4 separate regions of the Mus musculus genome follow, and all the other regions are linked to region 3. A link is a contact called in public Hi-C, HiChIP or PLAC-seq and promoter capture Hi-C data. All regions are on one chromosome and are shown on one strand. Each heading gives the region's core, a stretch centred on a gene start, on an enhancer-like site or on the middle of the called end of the contact. The rest is flanking DNA. Distances are from core to core; before and after follow the strand shown. Region 1 holds the start of Mindy2 (MINDY lysine 48 deubiquitinase 2). Region 2 overlaps Rnf111 (ring finger 111). Region 3 holds the start of Myo1e (myosin IE). Region 4 overlaps Sltm (SAFB-like, transcription modulator).

Region 1 (3,222 bases), core at 455-2,954, 450 kb after region 3:
TGCCAAACCTTTGAAGTAGAGTCAAAGAAACAAGGAAAGTAAAAACAAAAACAAAAAATCATACACAAGATGAAAATACTGTCTTTGGAAACAAGTAATTTATGGTAAGTAGGCTCAGACCAATGCTTTTCCTTAAATGGAATTTGTCTAAAAAGTTGTATCTTTCCCATCACTGTTCTTTCATGCATCCACACCACAGTGGGACAAACAGCCTTTTCCAGAAAACACGCAGATAAAATCATTAAAACTTACTCCATAATATAAGATTGATAGTAACTGAAGATCAATCACTGTTTCCAATTTTCACTGTTTTGCATATGTAATAATGTCAGTAAGGAATAATATAGGCAAATATAGCTAAAAATACTCAGAAGATGTAAGTGCAGGGTGCTCTGGATTCTGCTTGTTTATAGGTAAACCATCAGTTACAACCTTTAACCGAATGTTGAATTTTTAATACAAAAAAGACCTTAAGTTGGGGGCAATTCTTCCTGACATGTTGCCACATGAATAATCTTTCAATAAAGAAATCCTGGAATTAATTTCATGTAATAAGAGACTGTTAGATATAGGGGTGCATGTCTGTAAACCTAGCACTCTAGAGGCTGTAGCATTAAGATCTTAAACTGTTCGAGGACAGTTTAAGCTACACAGACAAACCTTGTCTCAAAAAAAAAAAAAAAAAAAAAGGAGGAGTCTGATGAATGGAAGGAAGCCATCAGCTGACAAACAGCAGTTTCCTCACCCCATTTTGCCCCTCCCCACCCCACAAGCTGTAGGAAGTAGAAAGCTGCAGAGTGTACCTTCCAGGCGAGAAGCAAAACATTGAGGATGGCCAGCAAAGGGCAGGGTCCATTCTCATTCTGGGTGATGATGGGCGTGTTCTCCTCTTTCCACTGGATCCATTTGATGTGATACACCGACTGTCCGGGAAAGCGTTCTTTGGAGGCCGCTAGCACCTGAGCCGGGTCCTCCTCCTCCTCTTTGCATAGAGGTGCAGCCCTGGGCGGCCCCGCCGCGCCCTCCTCCACGTCCTCGGGGACCCTGGTCTCTGCTCCCTCCTCACTATTGAACTCAGAGCTACTGGGGAAAGAATGCAGGTTGGAGAAAGACTCCAGGGAGTCCAAGCTGGGCGAGTCCCCAGGGGGGCTCGGCTCGCTGCAGCTGCTGCTCGGGGCGCCGGTGCTGCTGGGCTCTTCCGCCGCCTGCTCCACCCTGCAGGTGCCCGTGTCGCCCACTGGCCCCGACCCTCGGCCCGCCGCGGCCTCGGCCAGCTCCGGGGAGGCGGTCACCTTGTGCTGCCCTCTTGAAGGCACCTCCGAGGCGGCAGGGCTCGACGACGCGCCGTCCTTCAAGTCCGAGCCCGCGCCGCATCCGAGCTGCGAGGGGGACGTCGGGTCCCCGAGGCTGCTCCGCGCTGCCGCCGCCGCCGCCCCCTGCCCGCCGCTGTCCACCGCGCGTCCAGCGGGACCATCCTCAGCCTCGCGCCCGCCGCGCCGTCGCCCTTCCGGCGGCGACACTCGCCCGGCCGCCACCCCTAGTTCCAGAGGCTGTGGGCTGTCAGGGCTGTTCTCCATCCCCGGCCGCCCGCCCCTGGTCCTATAGACACCGCGGCCGGCTCTCCTCAGCAAGCGCCTCCGACGCCATGACAGCCGCTCTGTAGCAGCTCCAGCGCCCTAGCGCGGCCTCGGCCAGGCACGTCACCGTAGAGGGCGGCGGGAGCGCGCGCGCGTGCCCCCGCCCGCCCGCTCGGAGCGTGCCTCCGCGTGACTGCGCTCGTTGAAGCGCCCGGACCCACTCGGGGAGCGCTTCTCCCCCGAGGCCACGCCCCTCCCGCGCGTTCAGGCTAGGGAAGGCAGAGCGAGGCCAGGGGCGTGGCTGAGGGCGTGGTCAGGGGCGCGGCTCGGAGAGCCGCAGCGCCACTAGGAAAATAATCTTGTGTGTGCTGCCGGAAGTTGAACTCCGGGGCATCCCCGCTGCGCGCGGTTACTTTAAAGGCAGTGGCTGAGGCTTGTAGGGAGTGTGGTCTACTTTGGGCTTGAGCCTGGTGGACCCCGAAAGTGGTAGTAGCATTGGAAGACAGCCATTCCCTGAAGGCCTCGGGAGAGCTGGCTTTTTCTTTTCTTTTTTTTTTTTTTTAGCTTTTAATGTTGAGAATTGGAAGCATTTCTTAGGAAATGCAAATTTGAAAGGCGAGTTCTGTTGGAGGCTTTTGGAAGACTGCGCAGTACAGGGACAACTCTCCCTGGGTTTTGGCTGAGAATCGCTGCGCTCCCAACCAGCTACTGGTTTGCCTTGCCGGAGGTTCAATGAGGTTGTGGATATTGGCCTACGCCCCAGGCGAGAGGGTAAATTTGGTCCAATAATAATAAATCAGTTTGCGTTTGAAGCAAGCCAAGTCTTTGCGGTTCTGTTCACTTGGCTTCTCTTTGCACAGAGTGGGAAGCTTCTGCTTCCCGAAAAAATGACTTTTAAAATTAGAATTGACTTCTCATCAGGGCTTGACATCTGCATAGAGGATGGACAGAGTTGCCTGCAACTTTTTTTTTCTATTTATTTACTTACTTATTTATTGGCAAGAGTGGATATAGATCATCTAACCTGCTCTGGAAAAGTGGGGTGTTTTTTTTTTTTTTTTTTTGGTTTTTTTGTTTTTTGGTTTTTTGTTTTTTTTGTTTTTTTTTTTTTTCCTGGACCCTTCCCTCTTCAAAGTTGTCTGAGAATATAAAAATGAACAAGACAGGTGGGTCTTCCTTTAGTATCAGGTATACAAATATATGGTGCATCATGGATTGTTACACTTCTGTCCTGCTACTGGTTAGAAAAGTAGACAAATTAATGCATTATTTTGCTCATTCATGTGTTAGCACCAAGCATGTTACTGAATACTGTGTTTCACACTAAAAATATCACTATTATCTTCTCAGAAATGATGATCTCTTTCTCGGCACTCTCTTCGACTTCTCCCTCTTTCTTCCCACCTCCAACTCTCTCCTCCCTTCCTTTCTTTTCTTCCCCCCCCTTTCCTTTTTTTTTTTTTTTTTTTTTTTTTTTTTTTTTTTTTAGGGCTGGGGCTCAATTCATGTATGACAAACACTCTACAGAGCCCTCTACTACTTTGCTTATCTTATTTCACTTTTGTTTTTTGAGACAGAGTCTCAATTTGTAGCCCTGGCTGGCTCTGCCTCTCTTCCAATTTGAGAGTCTCACCCTGTGTCTTAG
Region 2 (3,229 bases), core at 110-2,609, 280 kb after region 3:
TGAGGGATCACACTGCCTAGCATCATTTAGGGAAATGCAAAAACTAGGGAATAAAAGGACTAAGCTAGAAAGAGTCAAGACACCCAAGGAAGTTCTCCATGAACAGACAAAGAACAGTTTTAGCCATTTCACTGGGTTAGCACAAGTGACTAATAATCTTTCCACCCACTTCCTGGTGCCAGAGCAATAAAGAAAATGGTGGCTTCTATACTGTCATAACAGATTGTTCATTTTTAGTCTTTACCTCTTATTTTGAGAAAATCTTAATTAGCAAATTAAAAGGTTTCCTGTTTGGTCCCTAAGTGGGTACAAATCCTACAATCTAAGGTAAACTACCAATTAAAATGGCAAGAAATAAGAAAACTTTAAAAAATAAAAAGCTAAATCTTTTCTAAAATTCACTGACTCTTCCTTAAACTGTTATAAGAAAAAACTGTTGCTCTGACCAAAACCTTTCTTAAAACTGCAGCTGCTATTTCACATCAGGTTATACACACATGAAAAAGTGAGCAAAAGCAACCATGAGCTCTTCTAAAACCAGTCCATGGACTTTCTGGATTTCTGAGTGTCTAAGAGGAAGCAGGCAAATGTTCTGATTCCTATTAATTGAACTAGAGCAATGAAAGAGGCTCCATGACTCTTCACCTGCCCTAAGCCCTAAGTCACGTCTAAAGAACTTCCATGATAAAAAGGAAAGGGGTGGTAAGATGATTCAGATGTAAGGGCACTTGCTTCAACTCTGGCTTCATGCTTGATGCTCAGAAACTTGACTCCAAAGATGCCCTCTCACCTTTACATATAGACCATGGTGCATATACCCTACACATGCAAATCATACACAAGCACACATGAACACACACATCATCATCATCATTCTCGTTATAATTAAAAGGAACAAAAAGGCTTTCTAGAACCTGAGAGGTGAAGAGAGGACAAGAGAGGAAGAACAGGGGGAGCTTCCATTATTTAAAAAGAAAAATGAAGTTGAATAAAGCCTGCACTAACATCATTTATAGTGAAATAACACTAATCCCTCCACTGCTCATACAAATATCCAGATTCAAATTTCCTAGACTCAGAACTGAGAAGTCAAGTAAAAAGAGCTAGCTGCAGAACCCAATATACACACTCATTTGTAGATCCAATAAAATGGGCAAAGATGCCTTAGGACATGACTGAGTAGGGGCTAGAGCGATGCTCGGAGGTTAGGAGTGATAAATTACTTCTCTACCAGTGAAAAGAGCCAATTCAAACCAGATTAGATTAGATTAAATGTAAATTTTATGGGAAGCTGTTCCTGGGCACGTTCGGAGGCTCCAAGGACAGAGGCAAAGTCATTATGGGGAAAGGGGGGGGGGGGCAAGCCCAACCCCTAAACTGGAATGTTCAGGACTAAGGGTAGGGTATGCCAGGTTAGAGAGGAATACTGGAAGAACCAGAAGGTCAAATTTTCTTTGATATGTAGAATATGCACCTTAGTTCCTCAACCAAAACCAAACAAAGAATACTTGATGCTCTTCTAGAGCTTCTAGAGGACTCAAGTTTGGTTCCTAGCACCTATGTTAGATAGCTCACAACCAGAGAATTGGATACCCTCTTCTGGCCTCTTCAGGTATACATGCACACAATTGGCATTGCACGAATATGTGTGTGTGTGTGTGTGTGTGTGTGTGTGTGTGTACATTTAAATAAAATAAGAAAAGGCCGGGCAGTGGGGAGGCAGAGGCAGGCAGATTTCTAAGTTCGAGGACAGCCTGGTCTACAGAGTGAGTTCCAGGACAGCCAGCACTATACAGAGAAACCCTGTCTCAAAAGAAAACCAAAAAAAAAAACAAAACAAAAAACAAAAAAAATAAACAAACAAAAACAAAAGGACTAATCCTTGTGGCTAGGATCTAATTAGTTGTAGCATGCTTACCTAAAATGCATGAAGCCCCAGGCTCATTATTCAGTTTTACATAAACTGGGCATGGTGACAGAATCCTTTAGTTCTTGTTCTTGGGGGAGGTAGGAGGATCAAAAGTTCAAAGTCATCTTTGCCTAACTACTAAGTTCAAAGCTAGCATGAGATACATGAGACTCTACCTTAAAGAATAATAATATTTTTAACCCATGTAAAAGAATTCTCCAGGACAATGCTGAAACAATTTAGCAATTAAGTAAGTTAGTTTCTAACTTCCATTAAGAACAGACATTCAGCCGGGCGTGGTGGCGAACGCCTTTAATCCCAGCACTCGGGAGGTAGAGGCAGGCAGATTTCTGAGTTCGAGGCCAGCCTGGTCTACAGAGTGAGTTCTAGGACAGCCAGGGCTACACAGAGAAACCCTGTCTCGAAAAACCAAAAACCAAAAAAAAAAAAAACAGACATTCACGAGTCCATATTGATATAAGCAAAACCTTCCTTCCAGAAGAAAGTCAACTTTTCTAACCTCTCACAGAAGTTAGACAACAGCCCCAAAACCACTACCCTCAAGTGGACAAGAGGGAAACTGTGAGGAAAAACTAGGCAAATGCTAGCTCTGTTCACAGCCAACATCACTAATGGTCCTGAGGCTACTATGGAACACTGGTAATTAAGTGATAAGGGAACTTCACAGCTGAGGCATTCTTCCCCCTAACCCATAATCATAATAAAAATATCCCACAAAACAAACACATGACAGGTGTGTAATATTGCCATAATCTGCAAGAAAATACCTAGAGAAACTGTGAAACCAGAGACTGCATTTAGATACCTGGACTGTAGCTAATAGAGATGCATCAATGTCATCTCTTTGTAGATACAGACATGCAGTCGGTGGAAGGATAACAAGGAATTGGAACTGGGTGAGGGATATAAGGGAACACTATACTTACTGTCTTTGCCTTTTAAGTATGAAAATAGTTTAGAAAAAAAGAAAGAAAGAAAGAAAGAAAGAAAGAAAGAAAGAAAGAAAGAAAGAAAGCAAGCAAGCATGCATGCATGCATAGAGGTATTGTTTACAAAGCTTCCCTAGGCTGTAGAAAAGGTAGGAGATAATTTAGAGACAGAGATCCTCTTGCCAATAGCTTCTCATTCCATTGGGATTCCACTGACAAATTCTGCAAAATCCACTGAATACAGTGTAGGAAAATGTCCTATGTCACCTTATATTACTACTACTGGAAAATTTGCAAATAAGCACACCTTCTTGCTAACAATTTGCAATAATACATTAAAAATGTACTATGCAGGGACACACACATGCTT
Region 3 (3,443 bases), core at 442-2,941:
GGTATGAGATGGCTCAGTGGATAATGGCACTTGCCAAACCTAACCACCCGAGTTCAACCCGGGAACCAACATGGTGGAGGGAGAACCAGTTCCCACAAGTCGTCCTCTGAACTGCATCTGCGCACATGCTCAGAGGCGTGTGTGTGCCTCTCCCTCCTTTAAAAAATTGATGTAATTCAGAAGATTCTTACTCTAAAACGCACAATTCAGCGGTTTTGGGTATAGTCAGCTTTACTACCAACATCAGTACCTAGGGGACATCCTTGGACCACTCCCCACAAGACAAAGCCCCTTTGTTCCATCAGCTGTCCCTCTACACACCACACCTGTCCCGAGCAGCCAACCAAGATCTACTACTCTCTGCAGCATTTCCTACCCACCACTGTAACACACGGAATTGTTCCTCCTGAACTTTGACCTCAACCTCTTTCACATAATTAGGTTTCCTGGGTCCTTCTCTGTTGCAGGGTGTATCAGCATTCGCTCCTTTTCCTGGTTTGGCCATAGTCCTCTGAAGGTATGCACCACATTAAAACAAAGAGCAAAACTCGTCCTAGCCAAGATGATTTGATTTTTTACTATCCGTTGCAACTCTAGGATCCTAGGTTCACGTGAATGGGGACGACCGAATCTCAAGATTTTCTGTGCTCTTTTCTTCCTGAACTCTTCTTCCTCAGATCCTGGGAGCGCAGCCCCGCAGAGGCCCTGCGAGTTTACTTCCTCAGTCTTCCCTTTCACCAGGAGTCAGACTCCCTAATACTGTTTTAGGAATCCCCGTTCCCCTCTCTCCTAGGCTACCTGGCTTCCTGAAACCGGACACCGCGAGGACCAAGGTCTCTGTCTCTCTCTTTTCTTCTTCTTCTTCTTCTTCTTCTTCTTCTTCTTCTTCTTCTTCTTCTTCTTCTTCTTCTTCTTCTTCTTCTTCTTCTTCTTCTTCTTCTCCTTCTCCTTCTCCTTCTCCTTCTCCTTCTCCTTCTCCTTCTCCTTCTCCTTCTCCTTCTCCTTCTCCTTCTCCTTCTCCTTCTCCTTCTCCTTCTCCTTCTCCTTCTCCTTCTCCTTCCTCCTCTCTCTCTCTCTCTCTCTCTCTCTCTCTCTCTCTCTCTCTCTCTCTCTCCCTCTCTCTCTCTCTCTCTCTCTCTCCCCCCCCTCCCTCCCTCCCTTCCTCTCCCTTCCCAAGGAAATTAATTCAGGTACAAAAGACGGGTGGAGGAAGTATTTTCGACTTCCCTCACAATCCAGAAAGAAAAAAAAAAGAGAGAAAGAGAGAAAGAGAGAGAGAAGAAAAGAAAAAGGATTTCCTTTGAGCTGCGACTTTGTGATCTTTTAAGCAGTTAAAAATATTTCTTTAAAAAAAAGAATCTAGGAAAATCATGCGACTTGTGAGTGGGAGCTAAGTCGATGCTAAGTTTCTCCGTAAAGAGAAGCGACAGGAGCGCGGTTTCCTAACCTCCCCAAGTGTTTTCATCCCTTCGGTTTGGGGGTGGCTCCCTGGGGACGGCTAGGACAGCGGCGCGCTCTGCGGGGTAGCGAGGCCGCAGGACTACAGGATCCAGAGGCCTTTGTAAACTCTTGTAGTTCACGCTTGTTGGCTACCTCGGCTTCCCTGAGGAGTGACGCTGCGAAAACAAATTCTGATTGGTCAGGCCTGTGCTGAATTCTCCATTTATGGACAGATTGCCCGGCCCGAGCCCAGCCTGAGCCAGAGAAGAGTTCGGATTAAGTGTTAAGAGAAAGCGGGTCCAGGCAAAGCAGTTGGACAAGCAATCCCGCAGAGCGCATCAGGGTGCATCTCTAGACAGTTGGGGATCGCCAGGTCTGAGTGTGCACCGGGTCTGCTAAGTTTTGCCTTCACCTAGCGTTTCGGATCCCGCCTGGATGGAGTCCCTCTTGGATTTCCATTGGCTCCTGTGAGTGCTTGGGTGTCGGGAGCTTGTTTTTTGGCGAAGGGAACCAACTTTTGAAGTTCGCCCAGGAGACCGCGTTCCAGCCTCAGTGCCTAGGCAGCGGGACCCGGCGGAGGCGCGACCGCGGCGGGAGTCACCATGGTGAGTTGGCTGCGCCGCGTCCCAGGACGCCTGACCCTGGGATGGGGCAGGAAGCCCCGGAGCGGGCACCTACCTTGGGCAAGCTGCCCAGGCCAGGGGGTGGAGAAGGTGGACGCGGGAGTGTGCACTTCTGGAGCGCTGATTTCCTGCTGTTTGCTGTAAACCGGGTCTTAAACGGGAAGAGGGAGAGAGGAGGGACAAGAAAAACTCTCTGGAGTGACTTTCTGCGCCGCGAAAGTTTTGGTGCCAATGTTGTTGTGGCTGCCAGCTGTCTGAAGCTTGAGAGTGGGCACGTCTGTTTTCACCGGCACAGCCGTGGGACCGGAGACTTTTTTCTCCTCTAGAGAAGGTGAGGGGCACGCCTGTGTCCCTCGGGTCCTCTCCCCTGGGCAGGCACTGGCGTGAGCTCCCTGGCAGGCTGATCCCGCAGTTGTTCTCCTGGCATTGGGGAGGACCTAGGCAGCCCCGCCTGCGCTGGTGATGGGCCGAGCGCTGCACAAAGGCAGGCAGGGGCGCCAGGTACTGCGGAGCACCTGGCGGTGGCCCGGGCTGCAGGGACTCTGACGACAGCGCGCAGCGGCAGCCAAACTGGCCGGGAGCCCAGGCCTGTAGGGTCCCTGTGTAGGGTAAACACCTCCTGAGGAGGGCCCCACCCGGTCCCCAGCTCGAGAGGACCGCCACCCTCTCGGAGATCGTTCCTGGTTTTGTTCTTTCCCACTTGGTACTTGGGGGAGTGTCTGGGTTGGACAGCCTCTCTGTAACTCATTTGAGACTAAGTCCCCAGCCCAGCCACCCTCCTCTCTCAATCCCAAATAACCTTAGCCACATCCCCTGGGCTTTGCCGTGGTGTGGCTTTCCTACTGAAGGACAAAAACAAAGATTGAATTTTAGAGACATTGCCAGCCACCCGGACCGAAAGGGGGGGGACTTTAAAAACTTAAAAAAAAAACTTTTAAAAGGTTTTAGAAGGCTTCAAAGTTTCCACACTTGCTTCGTGGTGGAGGAGCTTGTCCTCCTGGCTTTCTCATTGTTTACTGGCGGTGAGGGTGAAGCTTACTAAAAAAGATGCCTAGCATAGCGCTGGCTTGAGAAATCTGTATCCCAGATCCCCAGCGCCAAGCATCCGCAGCGCACGCCCGGGTAGAACCCACATTCAGTTCACAAACAGTCCTTGCCCCCCCGCGCTGTTTATTCAAAAGAATGATTTTAAAAACAAACGAAACCTTTAAAGGGCATCCTGGCCCCAAGCTTTTACTTTCCACATAGTTCAAAATTATGTCACCTTTGCCCCTGAGAGAGAATACTTCATTTATAAATAAGCTTCCCCCGCCAGTTTCGAGGTTTCAGAAGTCAGTCCACCCTCATGGTGTGCCTCATGGGTGGAGTTTCTCCAGCCTC
Region 4 (3,411 bases), core at 489-2,988, 380 kb after region 3:
CTGTGTAGGCTGGACTGCCTTCAAATCAGGATTCTCTTGCCTCAGATTTCTAGGTATTGCCACACCATGCCAGCACCTCTCCCCTCTCTTCCTTTCTCTCTCTTTTCCTTTCTTTCCTCCCTCCCTTCCTCCCTCCCTCCCTCCCTCCCTCCCTTCCTCCCTTCCTTCCTTCCTTCCTTCCTTCCTTTGGTTTTTCAAGAAAGGGTCTCACTACATATCCCTGGCTGCCCTGGAATTTACTGTAGACCAGGCTGGCCTCAAACTCAAGAGATCTGCCTGCCTCTGCCTCTTTGTCATAAGTGCTGGGACTAAAGGTGTGTGTCACCACACCCATCCTTCTGTTTTTTTTTTCCCTTCTTGACCCTCCTCTTTGGCTCCTTCAAGCAGATGATCTTCACACATTACTCTTCCCTGCCATCTCCTCATAATGCCTCTCTTTGAGCTCCAGGATGCAGGCAAACTTGTTCCTCTCCAACTTAATTGTTTTCCTTGCCTCAAGCTTCTTTTACCTCTCAGTGCTGCCGTCCTCAAAACCCTGACAGGAAACACAACCCAGTCTTGATCTTTCTTTGTTCTTAGAAGAAATTCAAAATGGTATCCATACAGTAAGCATTTTTCTGATGCTGCCCCTTCCTCTGTCCAGCCCATGGCTGGTCTTCCCAGAGAACGTGTGATAGTCACTCTACCTCTGAATGTGGTGCTGGAACCACACATTTGGTTCTATCATTTACTTGCTTCAAAACCCAGTGGCTTCTGTAGGTCACAGATTTAACCCAGGTTCTCACCTGGCTTTATTGGACTTGATTTATTGCACTTCACTGCCCATTATGATAGAGTTTTGGAGTGTCTTTTTCCTGTCCCTTTCTGGCATCTGTAGTGCTGCCAGAAATATATAAAGATGCTGCAGGCCGGGCGTGGTGGCGCATGCCTTTAATCCCATCACTTGGCAGGCGAATTTGAGTTTGAGGCCAGCCTGGTCTATAGAGTGAATTCAAACCCTGTCTCAAAAAACAAAAAAACAAAAAAAACAAAAAAACCCCAAAACAAACAAATAAAACCCAACAAAGATACTGCAAATATTATTGGCTGACTTTCTGGTAGATAGTTCATGAAGCTCTAGTGTGTACCACAGTCTCCTTAATACCACTAATTAAAGCCAGCGACTAGAGGGTCCCACCCACAGCGACCTGGGTGGGGTTAGAGTGGCTTATGAATTAGGCCTAGCAGAGAGAAACTGAAGGAGGATCTTGTTTAAGGTTTGCCTCTCCATAATTACATCTTGAGTAAAAAGAGGAAGTAGGAAACCTTGAAGGGGCTGTGGGTTTACACTTGGCACAAGTCACTGCTGCTGCTGCTGCTGCGGATCCAGGGTGGATTTCGGAGAAGCCTAGCTGTAGTCTTGTCATGCATAGCATTGGCTTCTGAAGAAGTGGGCATTGAAATGAGAGTGCCAAGGTCACGCTGTTGCAGCCCACCATATATTAGCTCTGTGCCTTGGTCAGGATATACTTCCAGGCCCAGTGGTGGTGGCATATACCTTTAATCCTAGAATTTGGGAGGCAGAGGCAGGCAGATCTGTTTGAGTTCAAGGCCAGCCTGGTCTACAGGGTGAGTTTCAGGATAACCAGGGCTGCACAGAGAAACCCTGTCTCAAAAAACAAAGCAGGATACACTTCCAGTTCTTAGTTTCTTCCCTGGTAAGGAGGGGTTGATAACGAACGGTATGCACTGTACAGGACTAGGGTCTTGGCTGTGGTGAGTAAGGCAGAGAGCAGCCTGTGCCCCTAAGCGTCAGGGGCTATGAAAGCAGCTTGTGATTGTTGGTTTGTTCTGACCTTTGTTTCCCTTTTAACCCCTTCAGCACTGCGTCCCCAGTGAACAGGATTGTACAGATGAGTGGTAACTCCTTGCCAAGAGGAAGCAGCTCGGGGTTTAAGCCGTTTAAGAGTGGACCTCCACGGCGATTTTAACGCAAGCTTCCTGCTGTGGCTTCAAGATAATTTATTGAGATCTCCTGTAAACGTTCCCTGACTGCTTACTAGGAGAACCTCTGACTGCTTGAGAGTTCTAGCTGACTGTTGTTTTTCTTTATAAAAAAATTTAACACGATTTCTTTTCTCAACTTTAGAGAAGATGTTTAAATAGTTCTGTTGAAACTTTTCATAGTTTTGTGTACCATTCAACCTTTTCTTGCAGCACTGAGACCCATTTGAAAGGATTGGCACAAGGCTGTTCTGTTTGGCACTGTGTGAACATGAGTGGTTTGCAGCTGAATGGTAGTGGTTTCATTTGCAGCGTAGCTCTGTGGTGTCACCAGTGTTGGCTGCCTCCATTTTGAAGGCTATTTGAGCTTCAAAAGCCTGCTGTCTAATTTTTAGAGAATAAGATTGTTCCCTGCATTTCGGAGTATTATGTAACCTATTTTTGCAGAAGGTACTGTTACATTAAGTGCATCTGTGTATCCTGGTTAAAAAAAAAATGTAATCTTTTTGGAAATAAACCTTCATATTCTGTATAGTTGCTAATGTATTGAGAACCTTTTTAATTGTAAACTGAAGGTAAAATTTCCATATAGGGAGCAACAGACTTGTTCAGGTTTGCATGGTATAAGACCATGGAGTTGAAGGAGATCTTGTCCATGTGTCATGAAGTTCTCAGTTTACTGAGTTGAGCAGGTAAGTGCACTTGTGGGGGATCTTCATGTTTTGATAGATGGATCCCAATTCTCAGAATCTTGTGATAACATTCCCATCTTTCCAAAATAATGCGGAGACGTGGACGAAGCCCACAGTCTAGATGGGTGAATTTGTCAGGTTTTATGAAATTAAAACCCATACTGAGAGAGAGAGAGAGAAAGAGAGAGAGAGAGAGAAAGAGAGAGAGAGGGGGGGGGAGGAGGGGAGAGGGAAGGAGAGAGAATAAGAGAATGAGAATGTATATATCTTTGTTTCAGTTTCAGGGGTAGTCCTTCAGCCTTCCTGCATGTGAGTCCCAAGCAGCAGACTTGGTAAGAGCTCCAATGGTAGCGTTTGCTCTCTGTTCCTGAGACATGTGTCAGGCTTTTTCTAGTCATGAGTTGATAGCACAGTGGATGTGCTAGAAATCTTATAATCCTTTGTTACAGCATCTTCAGTAGGAAAGCTCTTGACAGTAACTTAGAGCACCACTTATTTCAGCACAGCTTTCCAAAACCCTTTATAGACACCAGCTACTACAACCCAGACTGTTCTGAATCCTGGTCCTGACATTGGTCTGCTCACACCTAGCAAAAGACGGAAGGAGTGGCACTCTGATGTGGAGTCTTTCTAGAAGTTCTTGCCCTGGATGGGGGGGTATGAGTTGTCTCAGACTCTGGGTGGTTGCAAACAGCCACAGGACTCTGGAGTCTAGTTCTTTATGGAAACCCCCTTT

The links. Promoter capture Hi-C pulls out the DNA fragments that hold promoters and counts their contacts. Hi-C and Micro-C count contacts between places; a contact is called where the count stands out from the background. HiChIP or PLAC-seq counts read pairs in DNA pulled down with a chosen protein or histone mark.
Region 1: a contact with region 3 is called in a promoter capture Hi-C map of pre-B cells, with 2.5 times the contacts expected there. The contact joins the promoter of Mindy2 here to the promoter of Myo1e in region 3. A contact is called at or near these places in 3 of 39 promoter capture datasets (the HPC-7 cell line, pre-B cells and stem cell-derived epiblast-like cells), 2 of 484 Hi-C or Micro-C datasets (both in embryonic stem cells) and 1 of 9 other capture datasets (pancreatic islet).
Region 2: a contact with region 3 is called in an H3K4me3 HiChIP or PLAC-seq map of embryonic stem cells, with 7 times the contacts expected there. The contact joins the enhancer-like site here to the promoter of Myo1e in region 3. A contact is called at or near these places in 2 of 39 promoter capture datasets (embryonic stem cells and frontonasal cranial neural crest), 3 of 484 Hi-C or Micro-C datasets (Sertoli cells, group 2 innate lymphoid cells and myocytes) and 7 of 115 datasets of contacts at active chromatin or transcription factors (embryonic stem cells, extraembryonic endoderm stem cells, stem cell-derived neural progenitor cells and 1 more).
Region 4: a Hi-C map of granulocyte-monocyte progenitors shows a contact between it and region 3, with 5 times the contacts expected there. The contact joins the enhancer-like site here to the promoter of Myo1e in region 3. A contact is called at or near these places in 1 of 484 Hi-C or Micro-C datasets (granulocyte-monocyte progenitors), 2 of 115 datasets of contacts at active chromatin or transcription factors (astrocytes and differentiating embryonic stem cells) and 1 of 9 other capture datasets (embryonic stem cells).

Annotation. Positions count from the first base shown.
Region 1 is chr9:70,655,470-70,658,691 of GRCm38.p6, forward strand. It overlaps Mindy2 (MINDY lysine 48 deubiquitinase 2), which reads right to left and starts at 1,705. Exons shown (of 9, transcript NM_172772.2): 1 at 804-1,705. The coding sequence starts at 1,577. Gm31872 (a long non-coding RNA gene) reads left to right here and starts at 2,202. Exons shown (of 3, transcript XR_379591.4): 1 at 2,202-2,743.
Region 2 is chr9:70,486,187-70,489,415 of GRCm38.p6, forward strand. All of the region lies in intron 2 of Rnf111 (ring finger 111), which reads right to left. Among named protein-coding and RNA genes, the nearest start is that of Gm24615, 12 kb to the left of the region's middle. Within about 2 kb of position 1,360, at least 17 of the 459 cell types and tissues checked have an H3K27ac peak or open chromatin away from gene starts, as enhancers often do. A contact at or near this core is called in embryonic stem cells, where this site is marked.
Region 3 is chr9:70,205,659-70,209,101 of GRCm38.p6, forward strand. Myo1e (myosin IE) reads left to right here and starts at 1,692. Exons shown (of 28, transcript NM_181072.3): 1 at 1,692-2,045. The coding sequence starts at 2,043. All of the region lies in intron 1 of Gm26849 (a long non-coding RNA gene), which reads right to left.
Region 4 is chr9:70,589,718-70,593,128 of GRCm38.p6, forward strand. It overlaps Sltm (SAFB-like, transcription modulator), which reads left to right. Exons shown (of 21, transcript NM_025690.4): 21 at 1,862-2,520. The coding sequence ends at 1,970. Among named protein-coding and RNA genes, the nearest start is that of Sltm, 49 kb to the left of the region's middle. Within about 2 kb of position 1,739, at least 58 of the 459 cell types and tissues checked have an H3K27ac peak or open chromatin away from gene starts, as enhancers often do. A contact at or near this core is called in granulocyte-monocyte progenitors, where this site is marked.